Regions from separate parts of the Podarcis muralis genome. Here region 1 is linked to region 2. The links are chromatin contacts, called in public Hi-C maps. All regions are on one chromosome and are shown on one strand. The core of a region is the stretch at or near the end of the contact, and the rest is flanking DNA. Distances in the headings are between cores, read along the strand shown. Region 1 holds the start of PTEN (phosphatase and tensin homolog). Region 2 holds the start of RNLS (renalase, FAD dependent amine oxidase).

Evidence for each region. Hi-C and Micro-C count contacts between places; a contact is called where the count stands out from the background.
Region 1: a contact with region 2 is called in a Hi-C map of tail, with 3 times the contacts expected there. The contact joins the promoter of PTEN here to the promoter of RNLS in region 2. A contact is called at or near these places in 2 of 3 Hi-C or Micro-C datasets (blood and tail).

Annotation. Positions count from the first base shown.
Region 1 is chr6:65,462,279-65,465,064 of rPodMur119.hap1.1, reverse strand. PTEN (phosphatase and tensin homolog) reads left to right here and starts at 1,503. Exons shown (of 9, transcript XM_028729680.2): 1 at 1,503-2,496. The coding sequence starts at 2,418.
Region 2 is chr6:65,227,295-65,230,184 of rPodMur119.hap1.1, reverse strand. It overlaps RNLS (renalase, FAD dependent amine oxidase), which reads right to left and starts at 1,291. Exons shown (of 7, transcript XM_028729682.2): 1 at 1,122-1,291; 2 at 1-101. The coding sequence starts at 1,242.

The DNA of each region.
Region 1 (2,786 bases), core at 254-2,753, 230 kb before region 2:
TTGCACGATCGCCCCGACTCGCCTGGCCTGTCTCCTCTTTTCCTGCAGCCACTTGTGACTTTGCTGTCAGTTTTTTGAGCGCCGAGTGACATCAGCAACTAGGCACGCAAAGCCACGAAAGGCAACCCTTCCCTGTTAAAAGTTTACAGGTGTCTACAGGACTGAGAAAGAACACTTTTATTTTTTAAAGATCCAGCACCACGCAGGAGGCTAAGAGCCACATTGTAAGGATCCAACGCTCACATAACGAGCCCCGGCTGAAAGGACGACGCAGCCACCCATTTCGCCCACCGCTTTCTATCGAATAATGCTGCTGAAGGAACCAGATTTCCAAGGCCCAATCTGTTAATTTTACCAACATTAAAGCACACACACGCACGTATCTGCAGACGTTATCAGGCGATAACCGTTGCAAACTTGCACCTGCCGATTTCTACAAAAACCAAACTGCTGCAAAAAGCGCAAGAGCAGGCGAGGTCAGGCTACCCCCCCCCCCCCGTCACTGGCTACCATATTTGCAAACGGCCCGGACTTCAGCGACAAGATTTGCAACGGCCAACGCCTAATATCTCCAGTCCCTGTTACTAAAGTACAAAAAACCTGACCACTTAAGTGGGGGGGGGGGGAGCCCCGTCGCTGCACAGGAGCGCGGTCGAAGCTGGCAGCAGCGGTGGTTAGGAAGATAGGGAAGCGGGAAGTCCCCCCGCTCCTAGCGCTCGTCACGTGACTCCGCAGGGAATTAGCCCGTCATTGAAATGAGGCAATAGTCTATTGTATCCTTCCGCCACTCAGTACGTGTGTGTGTGTGCGCGCGCGCTCTCCCTGTTCCTCCCCCCCCCCCCTTTTGATCGGTTATGTCTCGGCCAGACCCTTCCGTGTGAGAAGAGCCAAGCCTCCTCTCGTTAGGCGCTATAAGGAACCCGGACGGCGGCGGCGGTAGGGGGAGGGGGTTGCTACTTGGCCAGAGCGCGCAGCGAGCCTGCTGGAGCCGAGGAGGCGGTGATGTGGCGGTGGAGAACTAATTTTTTCGTACGCGGCGGCAGCAACGGCGGAAGGACCTAAGCGAGGAGTGGTGCCGTAGCTCCGATTCTCTCTTTCTCTCTCTCTCTCTCTGAGTCTCCCCCCCCACCCGCTTCTTTCTCCCTCTCTCGCTGCCGTTCCCTCTTCTCCCTTCCCCCCTCCCTGCTTCCCTTCCCTCATTCTCCTCCTCCTCCTCCACCCCCCTCCTCTCGGAAACTGCAGCCATGATGGCAGTTTGAAGCTCAGGCGGTTGGCGCTGGGGCTCGGGAGCCACAGCCCAACGGCCGGGGAACGGTCGGACGAACTGACGGCAGTGACGCTCGTGGAAGCCGGGCGCGCGGCGGAGACGGCAGCAGCAGCAGCGGCGACGACGACGACGCGGGAGCGGCGGTGTGAGGGAGGGGGGGTGGCGCTCGCTCGCTCGCGGTGACAGAGATCTGGCGCTGAGGCGACGAGGGAGCGCGCTCGCCCCGATGGACTGAGGGAGAAGGAACTATAACGTCGGCGGCAGCAGAGAAAAGGAAAATGACACGGGGCAGCCTCCAGCCCCGCGCGCCCCTCAGGACCTGAGCTTGCTCTTTCCCTCTCCGCTTCCCTCCCTCCCTCCCTCCAGGCCCAGCTGCCTCCCCCTCCCTTTCCTTCCCCCCTTTCCCCGCCTGCTGCCCTCCCCCCCCCAACCACCGGAGGTGCGAGCCAAAGGAGCACCGAAACTTTCAAGCCGGCCGCCTTCAGTGGAAAAGCCTCAGCCTGCTCGCCTGCCCGCCCGCCCGGCCCCGGTTCACGCGGGGTGCGGTGCTCGGCGGGGGGCGCGGAGAGAAGGAAGCCAGCCGGGGGCCCAGAGCCCCTCCGCGGCCGCGGAGCTGCTGTCACCGTTTGTGCTGGAGCGCCGCCGTTCGAGCGAGAGGGAAAGGGAGCGCGGCGGCGGCGGCGGCGGTTCCTCTTTCTCGCCAGGCAGCAGCAGCGCTAAGGAGACTCGGGGCCCCATTTCTCCCCCGCCGCCGCCGCGCTCAAGGTATAGCCTGCCTGAGCTGAGGGGAGCCGCGCCAGTGGCGGGAGCTGCAGCAGCGGCAGGAGGACTTTCCTTGCAGCAGCAGCAGCCGCCGCCGCCTTCTGGCCAGGGCCCTTGTGCTGCTGCGGGGCCTTCGCCTGAATTGCCGCCGCAACCAGCAGCAGCGGGCCCTGTCCGCGGTGCCGCCGTCCTCGCAGCGCCCGAAGAAGGAGCAGCAGCAGCAGCAGCAGCATCGCTTTCCAGCCGCCGCCGCGGCCGCCCTCTTCATCACCGGCGGCGGGGAGAGGTGGGGGAACAGCCTCCTCCGCCGAGGCTCCGAGCCATCTGCGCCCTGCAGCCGCCGCCGTGCCTATCCGCGCTGTTCCTGAGCGGCTCCCGGCTCCCAGACATGACCGCCATCATCAAAGAGATCGTCAGCAGGAACAAAAGGCGATACCAGGAGGATGGCTTCGATTTAGACCTGACCTGTATCCCAAATTTTGTGCAGGCCTGGCCTGGCTGGGCCGGGGACGCTTTTCATTTTTTCTTCTTCCTTAGGGGAGGTGGAACCCATATGTCTTAAATTCCCCCCACCCTCCCTGTACTCCCCACCCCCACCCTCAGTCAAAGGGAGACCTGTGTCCCCCTGTCCCTCATCGCTTTCTCTCTCCCCCTTAGGCAATTCTTCCCAAAAAGCTGCTGTGATTCCCCCCTGCCTCGGCTCCCCTCCCCCCTCGCTGATTTGCAGCAGCTAGAATCTGGCAGGCTCAGGCCTAGG
Region 2 (2,890 bases), core at 42-2,541:
ATGCTTTTTGGCATATTCGGGCATCCGAGTGACGTACTGGGCTCCTAGATCTGCCGTGCATTTCGGATCCTGAGTGCTGCGGCTTGTAGCCATTCTTCCCCCTTAAAAATCACGTGCGTGGAGACAAGAAGTTTTTTAAAGCACAGCCGCGCGTATCCAATCAGCTTCCTCCGTGGGGCAAAATAAGCCAGTGGCGCCTAGTAACTGGGAAGCGGCAGGGGTATGGTCAAGTCATTCCGAGCAGGGGGCGATGGTTTGTTGCCTAGCGCTTAATTAAGAGCTCAATCCCAGATAAGTGCATCTATAGGATTGCTGCCTAAAGCTGTCTGCTTAGGAATCCGGTTCCAAGTTATAAAGACCCAACAACCCCAGCTTCGTCCGGAATGGGATTTTTCATCGTGTATATCGGGGGAGAACAGACTTCAGGGTTCTTGTGTTTTCCCTCCACCCCAAATCCACTAGCTGCAGCTAGGTGCAAAGGACACGCATTCATTGAATGATTGATTGACTGACAGACTCTACAAACCTATACATATACCTAAGCGATGTAGAGGGTTGAAGCACAACAACAGCTCTTCCACACAAAAATCGAGTCCGGCTAACTCGAGTTTTCTGCGGTCTAATTTGGAAAGCGCTTGCGTCATTTTATTAAAACAACGGTGAGTAAGAAATCCTTGACGCTCCCTTGGCAAATCAGCCGCAGATCTATTAGCAGATCCCGATCTACCTTTATCCAAGCTTGAGCATAATGCACTCTGCCTCGGAAATAAGCCCTGCATGGGAGGACGTATTCTGAAGGCGTGCGCTATGCTTAACGCATTTACCGCCGGGACTCGCTCAACTTTTTTTTTTAGTTTAGGACGGCGCGGCAGGACGGCCACAGACGCTGTGCAAAATTACCTGCGAGTCCCAAGGAACACGGCGGGACTTGCCTCTGAGTCAACGTGCAAAGAATTAGGGCGGACACTTTGCAGCGTGCTCATGTAGAGAAGCGGAACTTGGGCGCGTTTATTCTCCTGCCAGCCTTCCCAGATCCCGCAGCCTGCCTGCCCGGTTTATTTTTATTTTTAAATTCTTTTACCCGACAGGATCTACTACGGCCGAAGACGAGAGAGACCCACCTGCGCCGCGCGCCTTGTCCCACAGCACGATGCGCAGGAGGCGCTGCGGCAGCTCCCTGCGCAAAAGCGCAGCGCACAGGCTGCCCGTCAGCCCCGCGCCCACAATCAGAACCCGCGCCATGGCAGGACCGGCCGGCGGATGGGGGTGGGATCCTCTCCCTCTTCCTGGGTTGCTTGTGCAACCGGGAGGCGGAGCCGACTCGCTGCGGGCCGCCGGCAGAGGGAGATCGCGCCGCTTCCTCGAGAAGGCAGCCGCTGCTTGGTAGCTTGTTCCCCGGTCCTGGTGCCACTGCGAGCGCGGAGGTTCCTCAGAGGCGGCCTTCTCGGTGGAGGAGGCAGGAAAAGGACCTTAATTTCTCCAAGTTGGGAAGCGTGCATAGGAACCCTGTTTTGTGCAAAAACACCCCCCGCTCCCTGTTCAGTTGGATTGCGCACCAGAACCAAATTACATACTTAATTACCGACGCAGGGCCTGCCCAAGACATTTTGGCACCTGGGGTAAACCACAAAAGAGTGCCCCACTCCCCACAGGGGAAGAAGGCGGGGAGTGAAGATCTAAATCAGGAACAAGCAGGGGAATGAAAATATACAATAGGATCTGTTGCTGCTGTGCATCCTGCCGCCTGAGGTCACCTTGCCTCCCCTTGCCTCATGGGTGGGGGTCCTGGGCAGCCTTGTCCTGACTGGAAAGGAAACGAAGAAATATAATGAAAGATGCATGCGATTTTTTAAAAAAAGAATATATATATAAATTACAGAAGCATCTTCATATGTAATAGTGACACATCTCAATATTAAGAATATTTCACAATACTCAAAACAAAAAAAAATTCCTTCCAGTAGCACCTTAAAGACCAACTAAGTTAGTTCTTGGTATGAGCTTTCGTGTGCATGCACACTTCTTCAGATATCTTTTTTTTTGTTTTTGTTTTGTTTTGACTATGGCAGACCAACACGGCTACCTATCTATTTTGACTATTTTTTTTGTTTTGACTATGGCAGACCAACACGGCTACCTATCTGTAACTCACAATACTCAGTGTAACATACATTAAAACGTTCCAAGAAAAGTTCACAGCTCAGTTGCATTAAGCATGTTTCTTGCTTTGAGATGAGCAAACCATAGTTTGCAGCAGTGTCTCAAATGTACACAGGTCAGCTCAGCCACAGCTTACGTTTTCAAATCGGGTGGAAGCTGGTTTGAGAGAAAGTGCATCGAAACAGTAGCATTTCTCAAGAAAGTAACAGAATGCATATGGATTGTGGCCAGTGTTAGGTGTACTTAGCTTGACATACCAGTGGTGGGAGTGCCGTGGATCTGGAGTACATTTCAATGTGCGTACAGCCTAGTTTTCGTCATAGGGTGAAGACAGGGCCAGTGCTATAATTAGGTCAGCTAGACAGTTGCCTGGGGCAGAGACCTCAGAGAGGCGCAGCTTTATACAGATTAGTTTTTGTTATAGCTGATAAATTTCTGAAAATATTTTCCTTTTATTTTATATTTTGGACAATTTTATCATTTTTGAAGTAATTGATACATTAGAATTGTTGGGGGATTTTTGGTATATGGTACACACCCTCAACTTGCATGCATTTAACTTGTGCATATTCAGCTTTATGTGCTTGGCAAAATAAAAGTTCATAAAAAGAAAAGGGGGGCGGGGAGAGGACAGGCATCTGGCTAAAAAAACTTTGGCAAACCTGCCCACCATTGCAGCTAGAGTGTTTGGTTATACCGGATTTTGGCTTTAGGTGCGATCCCCAGAACC